Linked DNA regions of Mus musculus: all the other regions are linked to region 3. A link is a contact called in public Hi-C and HiChIP or PLAC-seq data. All regions are on one chromosome and are shown on one strand. The core of a region is the stretch at or near the end of the contact, and the rest is flanking DNA. Distances in the headings are between cores, read along the strand shown. Region 1 holds the start of Rgs1 (regulator of G-protein signaling 1). Region 2 overlaps Rgs13 (regulator of G-protein signaling 13). Region 3 overlaps Uchl5 (ubiquitin carboxyl-terminal esterase L5). Region 4 has its middle 19 kb from the start of Rgs1. Region 5 has its middle 58 kb from the start of Rgs1.

Region 1 (2,700 bases), core at 86-2,585, 450 kb after region 3:
TATGAATGATTCAAGAACTAAAATACTTCATTTTTGCATACTTGCTTTTCTTCCTTTGATAACATACATTAATCATCCATCCAACTTATTAAATTATCAAGCTGACCCCAAAACAATGGATAGATAGGAATACTTACTCTGGTTGGCAAGGAGTTTTTCCAGAGACTGAGACCACTGCATTACTTCTTCAGCAGAAAGTCTACAGTTAACAAAAATAATCTAAATTAATAAACTAGTTTTGGAAATCCCACTTGATTTAATAATGGCTACTACATATTGATAACTAAAATTTTTTGTTATGACTTCTATTATTACTTTTATGAATAAAGTTCCTTTTAATCACCATAGTTATGAAAAAAATCTGTCAAGACAGTTAAAATCTAAGTGGATAAATTAGAAAAACACAAATAGAAAACTGATGTGGACATATTAATAATTAATGTTCATTGGCTCTAATATGGGCTAATCTTGTTTGGCTTGTTACCTAAAAGAAATTAACTCCATTGCATGCAGTATTTTTATATGCCTTTTTAAAGTCCAAGGCTTCACTCAAGTCCCCTGCCCATCCCCCTGTCTCAACCTCCAAGTACTGGAATTACAAGAGTAAGCTGGCATGCCTAGACACATGAAGTATCAGTATCATTTGAAGACAACAGTTAGCTTCTAGGATGCTTAGACACTTAGAATATTTCAATATATTCAGTACATACATGTCTTTGGACTTGGCCGATTTCATCCCAGATTCCAGATGTGGGATCATCGATCTCAGGTATGTTTTCACGTCCATTCCACTACAAAAGACACCAAAAATTCATAATTCTCTACAAGAGTTCCCCTTATCTATGAAAAGAACATGAAGCAAACATATCTGAGGAGGAAGGTAATAATAAGACTAGCTAACACAATATTTTAGTATGTTAAAATAGAACTCATTTTTATGAACAACGTCTAGAAAGATTTCCCCAGACTTTCTGGTAACATGATTTATTTTCCAATAAAACTGACTCTCACTTATAAGTCACAGGAGGTAATTGCTCCGCTCTCCATAAACCAAATGCCAGCACTCACGTCCACTTATTCCTACTCCTTTGGCCATAAAAGATAATCAAAGAGACACACTGAAGGAACTTACAAAGTCTTTGGCCTTTTTTTCTGCTTTTTGTCGTCTAGAAGAGAATGGCTGTGTTCTTTCGAATCCTTTGGGCTAGCAGAAAAGAACATTCCTGGCATTTTGTTCAACCTTGGCATGGAGATGGCTGCCGCTCTCATGGTCTTCTCAAAACGAGTGAGTGTCTGTTAGTCTACGACTGCTGCTTTATATAGCGTAAGGCAGACAGGGCACTTGCTGTTCAGGGAGTCTGTTTATCAAGTGATGTTACCACAGGCACGGAAGTTCCTCCTTTCTTGGTGTGTCGTGACGTGTATCTTGAAGAAAAAAAAGTGTACAGGGATGTCTTGTGGTTGAAACTCAACTGAATGAGAGCAGGTCATTTGATTAGGAAGGCAGGAACAAAATTATGCACACACATGCACAAACACACACACACACACACACACACACACACACACACACACAGACACACACAGATATATAGAAGGGGGCCATACACATCTCTGGAGGAAAGGAAGTATCAGCCTTTAGTTTGAGTTAAAACTTTCTTTTTTTTTTCCCTTGAAAACTATATGTTCTGGTCAATGTTACATTTGCTATATTTTCTGTATCACGCAGAAATTCAACAGTAGAGTCCTATCCCTCCCTTCACCTTGATGCTTGGGGTAGTTCTGGAGTATAAAATCATCTGATCACAATGTTTTTTCTCCTTTCTTAAAAATTAAAAGTAGATTTCCTTGTCATATAGTATACTCTGATTACAGCCCCCCCCCTTTAGTTTCTTCTGGCTTCTTCACAATATTTTAAGAGTTCTTCACCACTGCCACCCATATGAAGCAGTATAAGATTAATGTTTTTTTTATACTGACTACTCTGTATCTATCTGGTAAGATGGAGACCTATGGGAGGCTGTCTACACCACTGTGGTGTCTGGAATCTTGCCCATCATTTCCATCACAAGGAACATTCTTGTTAGAATTTTCCAAGGTGTGTACAAAATATTCTACCAGTGACACATAAGATGACCTTAAGGAGCATTCTGTTTTTTAATGCTACTTCTATAATTAGACTATAAGTGATGTGTCACTGTAATTGTGTTCAATAATTAAGATGGCATGGTAAAATTAAAGAAAACCTATGAATAAAAGTGTACCTAACATACAGACCTTACATAATGATAAAGATACCAATCTTTAAAAATAAAGTATCTGAGGGAAAATTCAAAGTAAACTCAGAATTTGTTTGAATAAGTCAATCATTTGTACTAGTTAGGATATAATAATTGAATTTTTTGAAATATCTCCAGAGAGGAAAAATCTAGCTTTAATTGAGATGATTACATTACAAAAATCATTACTCATTGATAAAAATCATGTATCAGAGCAGAGATATTAATGCAATATAACATCTTACAGAGTTTATACAAGATGCATACTATGGCACTTTATAGGATGGCCAACTTTACTTTGGGCAGATTGAATTTTGCCTCTCAATAGAGGGTAGCCTTTATCATAGAAACTTTTGGTGGAATTAGGTAAATTTGACTTAAAAAAAAGAGAGGCATATTAATTTTTCTTTGTCCTTTTTAA
Region 2 (2,700 bases), core at 130-2,629, 340 kb after region 3:
GCAAGTTAAACTGCTTTATTTTATTTTTTTCACTTTTGCAAACTTTGGGCCTTTTGAAATGTTCATAGTAAGGTACAATAAGGTGTCTTTGAAAAATATGCACACAGCTTTTAGTTTCTACTGATTGATTTCCAACACTATGGTGAGTCCATATTATGAAGAAATTAATCTCAATAAAAGACCAATTTTATAGTCCAATGACATTGTAAATGTAAAAAAAATCCACATATCTTAAAAGCTTACAATTATCCCAAAGATTTAACATGTAGAAGACGTATGTGATATAGGTTAAGTGACCTTCTAAGGTCAATCATGGACATGCTGCTGGGAAAATTTTATAGCTAAATTTCTTCTTAATATCATATTAATACACTATGATTAATATATACTGATTATGTTAAAATTCAACAAATTATAATATGACTTATATGTTTATATACTAATTCAAGATATTCTGAGCATATCTATAGAATATATAAAGACAAAATTCATGGAGCAATGGTTTCAAAACCCGTTATTTGTGCTATGACTGCCAATTTTTTTAATGAAAAATATCATTAGTTGCCTACTATAGCAAAAATGTTATAGTGCTTATATGATAAGAGGAAGCTGATTTTTTTCTTCTCTGTTAATTCCTCTCTGTAAGGATGCTATAAATTGTGTCACAGCATCTGGGAGCTTTTTAGGTTTGGAATGACTTTCCCTTGGGAACTAGAGATCAACTCAGGACTTGGTTTCTGTTTCCTTTCTCCCTTCATTCTCATCTTGTGTCTTTTTCTAAATTCCATTAGCACTTGCAACATGCCATCTTCCATTTAAACTTCTGTGTAGTAATCAAGAGCTTTGGGATTGAACAGTTTTCAGGAGTTGTTGGTACATTTCAGACTTTAAAAATCTGGGGTAAGAATCCATTTCCATGTGCATGTATACAATCTTCTGAGCTTCTTCAAAGCATGTTTGAGTGGGTTCACGAATGCTTTTGATGATAGCTTCCCGTGTTGTACTGTCGATGTTAATCTGAAAAATAAAATTGTAGGTTAAGCACAACAAATGCCTATGCCCGCAATGGAATGCTTTCATCTACTACCCTCTTTCTCAGAGTAACAGGATAGTTTAGGCTCAATTTTCCAGAGGTATTTAAAAAGACTTTTAAGAAATGAAGTCCTCACTCTTTTTAAAAGTAAAAATCTATAATTAGCACCCAGGGAAAGAATGAAAGCATGAAGTCTGTGACCAGGGAACTCTAGAAACCTCTGCTTCCTTGGGACATGCCAGTGGTTTGCTAGTGGTAGTCTGCAAACATGGAAGTCTATGGACTGGAGGGATCTTCTTTAAAGAAAAAAAGGAAGTTGGTGGCTGTTTTAAAATTTACTCTACTTAGTAGTCACAAATGCTGTGTTAGCCAACCAAGTCCTGAAATAGGAAGCAAATGAGGAGAAGTGAAGACATAGAGGGGAGAAGTGGTTATCTCAGAAAACTAAAAATTTCCAGAAGGGTTTTTGGGAATCGTTGAATAATATAGGGTTATGCTGAGAAATAGATATCTCCTGTGCTATCCTCCACCCTTGCATTTAACATGAATTGTAAGTTTGGGAAGTCTCTCTGTCAGGAGCCTTGGGGTTAGGCAGTGTGAGAGTAGTAACGGCAACTTGGATGTCAGCTGTGGTGGCTGGATTATGCTAACGTGAAATGACTCAGAGGACCAACCTCACTGGGGTGCTCATTCATGGCATTTCAAGTTTATGATGCCCGAGAATTCTTTCCACAACCCCTTTGCTCTTTTTAACTGTTCAGGCCAGTAAGATAGGCTATTGGGTAGAGGATTGTGGACTAAACAGCTCACCTTTGAATTCTATGGTTACTACTTGATGACTCTACCACACAGGGGGATTTCATAGGTTTTGTGACTGAAAAATAACAATGGTAATTCTTAATTTATATAATTTTAGGAGATATTGGGAATGGACTATGATTAGCATGTAATGGTCTTCAAGTTAATAGTGTCTTCCAAGTGATGCCCCAACTGCCATGTCCCATTGTTACCTCTCTAGGAGACTGTGGCTGGATGTAGATATTGTAAAGCTTTTTTGCCCTAGAAATTCTGCCCCTTCGTGAAGCAATTTTCTTGTAGGTTTCACATGCCATCCAGAATTTAATGTTCTCATCACTGTGCTCCAATTTTAAATATGCTGTGTACACTATTGGGCCATCTAAAAGTAGAAAAAAATGTGATTGTTTTTATGGGTTAACAGAATTTAAACAACAATTCATACAGTTTAATACAGAAGCCCAAAGAAGAGCTCTAAAGATACAGAACAACTGGATACTCTCTAAGGTCCACACTCTCAGGTCTCTGTACATCTGAAGCATGTTCAAGGATGCCATGAGTTGGTGAAGTTACCCCTTTGTTCTGAGTCACTCAGTGGAAATTATTTGTCAGTTTAGATGTACCTGTGACAGAAAGGCCACAAGATGTCATAAGAAAGATGGCCTAGTCAGCCATCAGTGGAAAGAGAGGTGCCACAGACCCTCTGGGCCCCTTTGTCTGCGTGGAACGGGTCTCTAGTCGCGGGTGTGCAAAGCGTCAGATGAATTGACAGACAGATGCACACAGGAGAGGTTGTGTAGTATCTGAATGTAATGTCAAATCGAGCATCAGACTTTTTATACAGAAGACAATAAGGAAGTTGGGTGACACAC
Region 3 (2,700 bases), core at 118-2,617:
TAGTTTTATTCTTTTGCCTGCTGTTTTGAATTGTAAGAGAAGTAATGTAGCCTGGTACTTTAAAACAAAAACAGGTATCGCCCCACTACTGTATCAGCCCATAATTCTTAATGTTTACAACACAGGTTGTTCTGTATTAAAACAGTTTTTTTCTTTAAACAAAAATAAATTTTTATTGTTAATAACTGAAATAATAAGTTTTTTTCCTTAGCTAATTTTGTAAAATTTTGCCTTGATACCAGGATTTAGAACTAGAATGGACATTGATGGGGATAAAAGAATAGTTTGGCTAGCACACAGGTTTCTTATTCCTAATCTAGAATCCTTCCCACTGAGGGATAACTAACAAATAAGTGGAAAATTCTGATTTCTAAGATTTATTCTTCAGTGTTAAGCACTTAATAAAATATTCAAGGAATAAATGAGTTACAGTTAAATTGTTTATACGTTTATATTGTAAATCAGCATTTCTGAAAATGACCATCTCTGGATGCTCTTTAAATTACATGTTACCTGGCCCCCTCCCCAGATATTCTCATGTAGGGGAAAGAATCTTTAATAAGTTTCCCAAGTGATTCTAATGCAACTGATCTGTGTACCACATTTTGAGAAACACTTTGAGAAGACACTACTAGGCAAATAAAAATTTGGACCATTAATTTAAAGACAAGAATACATGGTAGGTATATTTTTCTTATTGATTTTAAAGTGTACAAAGCAAACATACATTTTGTCCCAGATATTTCATACTATAAATATAAAATAATACTGAGATTTGAATTCATAATATATTTGTGTTTGCCTTATTACCTGAGACATAGGACTCACTTTTTAGCATTAACTTTAAACTTACTGTAGAAGACTGGTAACTCCTCTGTTCATGCTCCTCGGGGTGCTCTGAGATGGGAAACTGAGTTTCAATCTTGTATTAACAACTTGAAGCCTGTGATCCTCAAACTGTTATAGGACATCTGGATGGTTTTCTTGGAAGCACTATGAACTCTTTCTGTTGTAAAACTACTAAGTAGTGATGGGTGTGGTGTGCACACCCATGATCTTAGTCCTTGGAAGCTGAGGCACGTGGATTCAGAATTCAGAGGCATTCGGAATACAGTTTCTCATTGAAACTTATGGACAGATTATCACTTTATTCAATGCAAACGGTTCTTTAAAGTTTGTTTTAAAATGCGGTATTTTTGTGTAGACTAGGAAAAAGTTTGGTGTGATTTTTTTTTTTTTTTTTTTTTTTTTTTTTTAAATTGTCCATGACTGTATTCCCCAAATGATGATGGTGGTTTTGTGAGCTTAGAGTAAACCTTTGTAAAGACTGTTTTGGACACAAGGTGGCAGTATATGAATATGTAATGTTAGTGTAACCGGCTCTGTTGAGAGCTTTCTGTTGGCAGTTTTTTAAGGAAGGTAGTTATTGACTGTCTAGACTACCTAGTTTGTAGCAGGTTTTATCCTGTAATATTATACAAACGGTGTATATTTATTGTTTCTACCTGTACAGTGCTAACTTCTAGGTTTTGAGGGTATTTGGATTTAACATTTGATTGAAATGTTTTAAATTGTTCATCTCATTTGTCTAGCTGCAAATTATATTCTAGACATTTTGTTATGATGTAAATCTCAAACAACTTGTGGCATGGGTTGGCAAGGAATGAAACAATTATAGCCTGCTGCATAGTATCTTGAGATTAGTTCAGCACAAAGTCGTGAAAAATTTCAGACAAACAGTAAGTTCTAAATAATTTTCTTAGCAAATGTATTTTTGTAATCCTTTTGTGAAAAAAAGAAAAAAAAAACTAAAGAAGTTATACCACTTTGGAACTCTGTGCTAATAAACGAAGCAAATTGAAAAGCAGGTAAAATAGATTATATTTTAAAATTAAACACAATAAAAAGCTGTCAAGGAATTTCTTAATCATGATACTTTCAAGAACAATTATGTATAGAATCTAGACTTGGATTTGGACTTGGAATATATGGAATTTAGTTGGTTGGTTGTTCCCCCAGCCCTCCTTTAAGGAAACTGGCTATTACAGTGTGAAAGGGGTAGGAGGAACCACACAGAAAGGATGTGCCTCTTAGTGGTGGTAGATGCCACGTCTATCTGAAGTTGGACTTTGACTGAGACAGCTGTCTATATAGTCAATGGTGAAAGTAGTTGGGGCAAAAAATTTTCACTATATTGAATAAAAAGCAAAAGACAACTAATTTTCCCTTGGTCTTGTGACTCTAGTGATATAGAGTAAAATTTAATGGTTTTGTTATATGAGAGTTGTATACATTGCTCAGGAGGCAATCTAAAAATAGTTGTAAATCTTATTGTACCATAAACCAAATCTGTCCTCTGAAACATAAAATTAGCTAGATTAAGATTCTATTTGTGAGTCCTCTACACTCACAATACTGTAAGAAATTCAGTTTCAGCATATGTGTGTATATATACATATACACATGTATGCATACTTCTAAATCATTGTCTATTTCACCTCTTTAAACTTCTGGTCCTTATTATGTAAAACCATGAATGTAGTTGATAAAGGGATACAGATGAATTGAATTTAGACTCAATTGATAGTAAGTAGCTGATCCTTAAACCAACTTCTGTCTCTTAAAGAAGTAGGACGATCACAATAATTTTGTTAATTTTAGTAAACATTTTGTAAACTATAAAGACCAATAGCAAAATAC
Region 4 (2,700 bases), core at 134-2,633, 460 kb after region 3:
CCTCTGCGTTCTCTCTCTCTCTCTCTCCCTCTCTCTCTCTCTCTCTACTTTCCATTCGACCTTCCCTTTACCTGCCCGATTATCAGCTATTCTTTATTTTACAAATTAAGGTGGGAAGCAGGTTTATAGGAAATCACCTGAGTGCTGAATCATTCCTTGTTCTCAACCCCTCACTGGAGAACAGAATTAACATCAAACATAATGAGCTCCAGGGCTATCTACAACACTTCTGAATTCTCCCAGATACTCCTCCCAACTCTTTCAAATTGATAGCCTCTTTTTTCACTAATTGTTATTGCATGCATATGTATACTTTTATATGGATACATATTTCTAATTATAACCTGATGAATTCATATAATGTTACTTGTATGCATGTTTTCAGGGCCAATGATTTGGTACTGGGCAACCAATTGGTATTCTTTTCCTTGGGAAGGGTCACCTCTCCAGCTCCCAGATTTATTCAGTTGCCTACAGTTAGTGTGTAAGGTTGAGACCTTGTGGGCTATTCTCCTTGCAGTCTGACATGTTCATTGGTGTCCTTGATTAACTCATATTTGAGCAGTCATGTTGGTGAGTCTTAATGGGCCTCACTTCTGATAGGAAAAAGAATCTGACAGTAAAGTCCCTGATCATCTGGCTCTTACAATCTGTCTGCCCCTTCTTCCACAATGTCCCCTGAGCTCTAGGTGTTGGAGTCTTTTGTGGAGGTATCCATTGGGACTGGGCTCCAAAACTCAGCATAAGTTAGAACTGATTTGAATGCCCTCTCTCTGAGGACTAACTTTCCTGGGTAGCAGAAGGCACCATGCATACATCCAAAGGACTGTGCTTTTTTGATTTTTTTAAATTTATTTTTATTTTTTCATAGGGCCAAGGGCCTCTCTTCCCATTGATGCCTGAGAAGGCCATCCTCTGCTACATATATGGCTGGAGCCACAGGTCACTCCATGTTTTAAATGATGTAACAATTGTTAACAATTGCAGCTGTTTTCTTTCCACAACATTTTTGTGGACAGCTTTAAACATTCCACAATTCTTTTCTTGCCAAATGTCACATTTTTCTCTTTCTGTCCCCTCTTACTATAACCCTGAGTAAGCATACTGAGAAATAACCATGTTAGAATCTGAATTATAGCCTGTCTTGCAATTCATTCTGTCAAGTTAATTAGTTCATTACTTTTGAATTCAACCTCAATTAAGATTTTGGGACAGAGGCAGAATGCAGTGAGATTCTTTGTCCAAATAGAACTTCATGGCTAACAGCCCAATAACCAACAGAGTCTTTGTTTCCTTCCATAATTAATTACACCAGGCCTCTCTGCTCATATCTGTCTCAACATTCTGGACTTCCTAAATCCCACCAGACTGAGTCATTTAACTCTGCTTACACAGCATTTAGAGGCTTCCTTGTAATTTTTGTTTTCATTGAAAAGCATGTGCCACTCCACCCTCCAGCTGGGTTCTGAAGATTTAAACACAGATTCTCATGCTTGTAAAACAAATTCTTTTACACACTGAGCCACTTCCTTAGGCCAGTCTAGGTCTGCATTAGCTCAAAGTTGCCATTGCTTTCCTAGTCATCCCACAGACCAGGTCTAAATGCACATGTGTGGCAGAATTTGGTGTGTCACAGCAACAGTTCCGTTTTTCAGTGACACTTCTCTCTATGTGACTTTTTCTTGCTGCTGTAACAAAATGCCAGAAAAAAAAGCAATTCACGAGCTTCTTTTGGCTTATTGCTTAAAGATCAGACCATCAAGGCAATGAAGGCATGGCAGCAGGAGCATGAGGCAGGATGCACAGCCTGGAAGCAAAGTGAAGTGAGTGCCGTTCCTCCACTGGCTTTCTCCTCTGGATTTAGTCCAAGAGCCACAGAATGGTGGTACCCACTGTTAGTGTAGGTCTTTTCATCACAATACCTCACAGAGATATTCAGAGGACTGTCTCCCACATAAATATCTGTTGGGAGCAACCCTGTTTGAATGATAACTGCCTTGTCAGCCATAAGTTCTTACTTACAAAGTCTTGGCCTTAGTGGAAAAGTATTAGCTTAGTTGAGATTTCTGTGAGAAAAAGTTGAGGCCTCTATGGGAAAGTATTACCCCCAGTTAAGAACAAATAGCTATAGATCTTGTGGACATGTACCTAGCAACCCATTCTCTTCTGTTCCTCCTGCTGAACTTTTTACCTAGCCAATATCCTGCTCTTGGGAACAGGTGCGATCTCCCAGAAACAAAGCGATTCTGCGTCATCCCCCTCCCCATACCCTGCTTCTGTGGACATAAAACCTGCCTGGGAATAATAAAAAGTTGATAGCTTGATCAATCAGACTTGCTGTCTGTCCTTATGTTTCTCGCCTCTCATTCTCTCCACAAGTGGTTCCCCAGACCCTGTTCAACTGTTCTGCCGGCCAGGACAAATATCTACCCTGTCAAGTTGACAGTTTAACTTTCAGATCTAAGGTTTTCATTGTGTCTTTAGGACTAATCTCACATCTCTGACATGTTTCAGTGTTATGCTCTCTAATCCTTTCAAGTTGTTCTTGGTTCCTCTAAGTTTCATCCAAGAAAGTGCTTATCATCGATATTGAAATAATACTGAAACAGAGTGAGCCTCTGTAAACCGTGCTGTTATCTTTCTGTATGACCTAGTCTTTTGTTGCTCTTCCTGCTCAGAATATCTGCTGTGTTCTCCTTG
Region 5 (2,700 bases), core at 81-2,580, 500 kb after region 3:
CCCATGTCCTTCACTTCTGGGATTATTCCAGGTGATGTATGTGCTCACACTAAAAGATTTGCAGCTAGGGTCCACAAAGAAGAAAGGACATGTGACATTTGTCTTTCTGGGCCTGGGATCACTCAGTATAGTACTTTCTAGTTGCATCCATTTACCTGTGAATTTCATGATTCAGTTTTCTTTACAGATGGATAGGATCCAATTGTGTATATATACCATATTTCATTATTCACTTGTCAGTTGAAGGATATGCATTTAGTTGTTTTCATTTCCGATCTATTGTGAGTGGAAATGAACATGACTGAGCAAGTATCTCTGAAGTGGGTTGTTGAGTTCTTTGGTTATCAGCTCATTTGTTGATTCAGCCTTGTAAAGAAGAGCAGAAAACCAGAAATATCAAAACAATCTTTATAGACATCGTAGTGATCTCTGAATATGAAATCTCAGACCTGGCTCTGCTCCTGCCCTGGCAGCTACTGCCATAGAGGGAGTGTTTCAGAGAGTGTACTGGGGTTTCTCTCCTTAGGAATCCTTCCAGTCCTTGAGGCACAGTCAGAGGAATGCAGGACTCTACAGGCTGTGTTTTATGGGTTGCTATGGAACTGTCTAAATATTATGAGCAATGCAGCAGCATACGGCAATGCAGTGGAATTAGGGCAACTAGAAAACATCTTCATACCTTTGAAATGTAAGCTGCTGATTTAAGAGACCAGAATGAGTGCATTAAAATAAACAAATTAGTCTTTATTGCACTGTTAGACTCAGAGTGAGGATATAAATCTGAGACTTCCAAATAGCTTTTCATCTAAGGTGATGCATGTACACCCAACAAGGAAAAGCACAGCAGGCCAATGAAAGGCAGGAGGACTTGGTAGCTCCATGAATCTAAATCATAACATTAGCATTACACATAGAACTAATTTAATGTCTCCCTGCAAAGGTAAAGTAGGAGGTAAATAACATAACTGTGGACCATGTCAGTCACACAAGTTTCTGAATTCTGACTCTATAGTGTGTCCTGAAATCCCCAATTCTTAGTTTCTCAAGGTTGTGTGTTTGACTCTTTCTCAGATTCCAGTAACTGTTTATAAACCTTAGTTCTAAGTTTTCAATCAGAAGTTCCCTACCATAGAACACATTGCTCTCTTCCTCTCAGTCTACCAGGTGGGGTTCATTTAAAGAATTGCAATTCTTTATGAATAACAGTTCTGTGAATGCTGCTTTCTTCTTCAGACTCTGCCGAAGCCTGCTTCCTCCCTAAATGAACACTGCTAATCTGAAAATTCAAAATGCACCCAGCGCAGAGGCCCACGTCAGTCACAAGCTGCAGCGCGCGAACAGGAACTAATTGCTTTGTGGTTTTTCTTGTTTTCAATGCCTTTTGCTTCTCTTCTGTAGACAGTTGCTACTGAATAAGCTTTTTTCCCTTCATTTCTTTTGACAAAAGAGGGGGGGTAAAACACCTCACAAGTCTTTGCCTCTACTGTAAAGTTCAACTTTTAACAGATAAACATTTTATTTATTTTTCTTTCCTTTTTTTTTTTCTGATCCTGTCCCCCCCCCCCCCAATAAAAAATTTACAAGTATAGAAACTTTACTTCACAGAAAGAGGGGGCAGTCTCAATATGTAGGTAGGTTTCAGGAGCAGTGGAAACCTACACTAGACCAGTTCCTGTTGTCTAGTTTCTCTTACACACTGTTCAGGAGTTAAGGAGTCCCCCTCCCCCTACTCCTTGCTTCTATTTTCTCTTCAATTCCTTGCAATCAATCAATCAATCAATCAATGTTCTAAAAGTAAGTTTAAGTGTTGTTTTGTTGCTACCAGCTGAATATTCTCATCTGAAAAATAGCTTTAAGAGTCTAGTAAGTCTCAAGAATGAAGTCTAACAGGTAGACGGGATGTAAAAATATGATGAGAGGAAGGTTGTGTAAGAATTATTTTCAGATGTGAAACCACCCCCTTTTCTTTCTTCAGTTTGTATAATGCATGAATGCCAGGAAAATAGGATCCAAGTTCAACTACAATCTGGAATAAACCTAGCAAGGCCAGGAAGCCATCCATTTCTACCGCAGTCTTGGTACCACCTTATATCTGATATTGTTGAAAGGGATGACTCAGTAACCTAATCATGAAGCAGGTTCTGTTGCAGAGGCTGTCACTGCACTTCATGTGCAAAGGCTTTGTGTCTATGAACTCTGTATAAAGTTCATTTTCTTCAATATCAAGTAAGAAATGGGAGTGTAATAGACAGGTATGAAAAAAAACCAAACTTCGTTTTATTTATGGTCCAGTGAGAAGTTTAGAAACACTGTCTTCCCCTTCCTCCAATAAAGCACAAATTAAAGTTAATATAAAGTGTTTTAAATGTCTGATGATTGTGCTAGAGGTATTAGTGTTAGAAATGCGGTCAAAGGGGGAGAGTTATCAGCAAACAGATAGAAATCCAGCAGGTCTGAGAGAGCAGCTCTGTGGTCTTCCGATGTGTCAGCGACCTCAGTGAGGCACAGGTTTTACTGAGTGGACAGAAAATGCCTCAAACTTGTTTCTCAGTTGCTGGATTTCTGAAGAAGGAAGTAGGTTAGTCAACCATGTCATCTATGACACACAGATAACAGACGTTCTGTATGCTTCATTGAGTGATGGCTTGCATGCTGTACCTTCGTACTTTGGGGAGACCTGTCTTAACACTATCCTTTTGG

What was found. A called contact is a pair of places that touch in the nucleus more often than the background predicts. HiChIP or PLAC-seq counts read pairs in DNA pulled down with a chosen protein or histone mark.
Region 1: a contact with region 3 is called in an H3K4me3 HiChIP or PLAC-seq map of bone marrow-derived macrophages, with 5 times the contacts expected there. The contact joins the promoter of Rgs1 here to the enhancer-like site in region 3. A contact is called at or near these places in 7 of 39 promoter capture datasets (the 3T3-L1 cell line, the C10 cell line, the HPC-7 cell line and 3 more), 4 of 15 datasets of contacts at CTCF or cohesin (CD8 T cells, the NIH/3T3 cell line, large pre-B cells and 1 more), 57 of 484 Hi-C or Micro-C datasets (the 63-12 cell line, the AML12 cell line, B cells and 38 more), 10 of 115 datasets of contacts at active chromatin or transcription factors (the 230-238 cell line, CD8 T cells, the HPC-7 cell line and 6 more) and 3 of 9 other capture datasets (adipose tissue, liver and macrophages).
Region 2: a Hi-C map of bone marrow-derived macrophages shows a contact between it and region 3, with 15 read pairs. The contact joins two enhancer-like sites. A contact is called at or near these places in 1 of 15 datasets of contacts at CTCF or cohesin (the NIH/3T3 cell line), 2 of 484 Hi-C or Micro-C datasets (the CH12 cell line and bone marrow-derived macrophages), 1 of 115 datasets of contacts at active chromatin or transcription factors (embryonic stem cells) and 1 of 9 other capture datasets (adipose tissue).
Region 4: a Hi-C map of bone marrow-derived macrophages shows a contact between it and region 3, with 17 read pairs. The contact joins two enhancer-like sites. A contact is called at or near these places in 1 of 39 promoter capture datasets (macrophages), 1 of 15 datasets of contacts at CTCF or cohesin (large pre-B cells), 2 of 484 Hi-C or Micro-C datasets (CD8 T cells and bone marrow-derived macrophages), 2 of 115 datasets of contacts at active chromatin or transcription factors (embryonic fibroblasts and large pre-B cells) and 1 of 9 other capture datasets (embryonic stem cells).
Region 5: a contact with region 3 is called in a Hi-C map of bone marrow-derived macrophages, with 12 read pairs. The contact joins two enhancer-like sites. A contact is called at or near these places in 1 of 15 datasets of contacts at CTCF or cohesin (large pre-B cells), 3 of 484 Hi-C or Micro-C datasets (the C10 cell line, bone marrow-derived macrophages and liver), 4 of 115 datasets of contacts at active chromatin or transcription factors (Th17 cells, large pre-B cells, memory CD8 T cells and 1 more) and 1 of 9 other capture datasets (liver).

What each region holds. Positions count from the first base shown.
Region 1 is chr1:144,247,769-144,250,468 of GRCm38.p6, forward strand. It overlaps Rgs1 (regulator of G-protein signaling 1), which reads right to left and starts at 1,336. Exons shown (of 5, transcript NM_015811.2): 1 at 1,133-1,336; 2 at 711-791; 3 at 138-199. The coding sequence starts at 1,269.
Region 2 is chr1:144,138,667-144,141,366 of GRCm38.p6, forward strand. It overlaps Rgs13 (regulator of G-protein signaling 13), which reads right to left. Exons shown (of 6, transcript NM_153171.4): 5 at 2,044-2,210; 6 at 1-1,017. The coding sequence ends at 835. Among named protein-coding and RNA genes, the nearest start is that of Rgs13, 37 kb to the right of the region's middle. Within about 2 kb of position 1,380, at least 17 of the 459 cell types and tissues checked have an H3K27ac peak or open chromatin away from gene starts, as enhancers often do. A contact at or near this core is called in bone marrow-derived macrophages, where this site is marked.
Region 3 is chr1:143,802,399-143,805,098 of GRCm38.p6, forward strand. All of the region lies in intron 10 of Uchl5 (ubiquitin carboxyl-terminal esterase L5), which reads left to right. Among named protein-coding and RNA genes, the nearest start is that of Uchl5, 26 kb to the left of the region's middle. Within about 2 kb of position 1,368, at least 8 of the 459 cell types and tissues checked have an H3K27ac peak or open chromatin away from gene starts, as enhancers often do. A contact at or near this core is called in B cells, the Ba/F3 cell line, Th1 cells and 3 more, where this site is marked.
Region 4 is chr1:144,266,633-144,269,332 of GRCm38.p6, forward strand. No RefSeq gene overlaps it. Among named protein-coding and RNA genes, the nearest start is that of Rgs1, 19 kb to the left of the region's middle. Within about 2 kb of position 1,384, at least 30 of the 459 cell types and tissues checked have an H3K27ac peak or open chromatin away from gene starts, as enhancers often do. A contact at or near this core is called in bone marrow-derived macrophages, where this site is marked.
Region 5 is chr1:144,305,916-144,308,615 of GRCm38.p6, forward strand. No RefSeq gene overlaps it. Among named protein-coding and RNA genes, the nearest start is that of Rgs1, 58 kb to the left of the region's middle. Within about 2 kb of position 1,331, at least 136 of the 459 cell types and tissues checked have an H3K27ac peak or open chromatin away from gene starts, as enhancers often do. A contact at or near this core is called in bone marrow-derived macrophages and microglia, where this site is marked.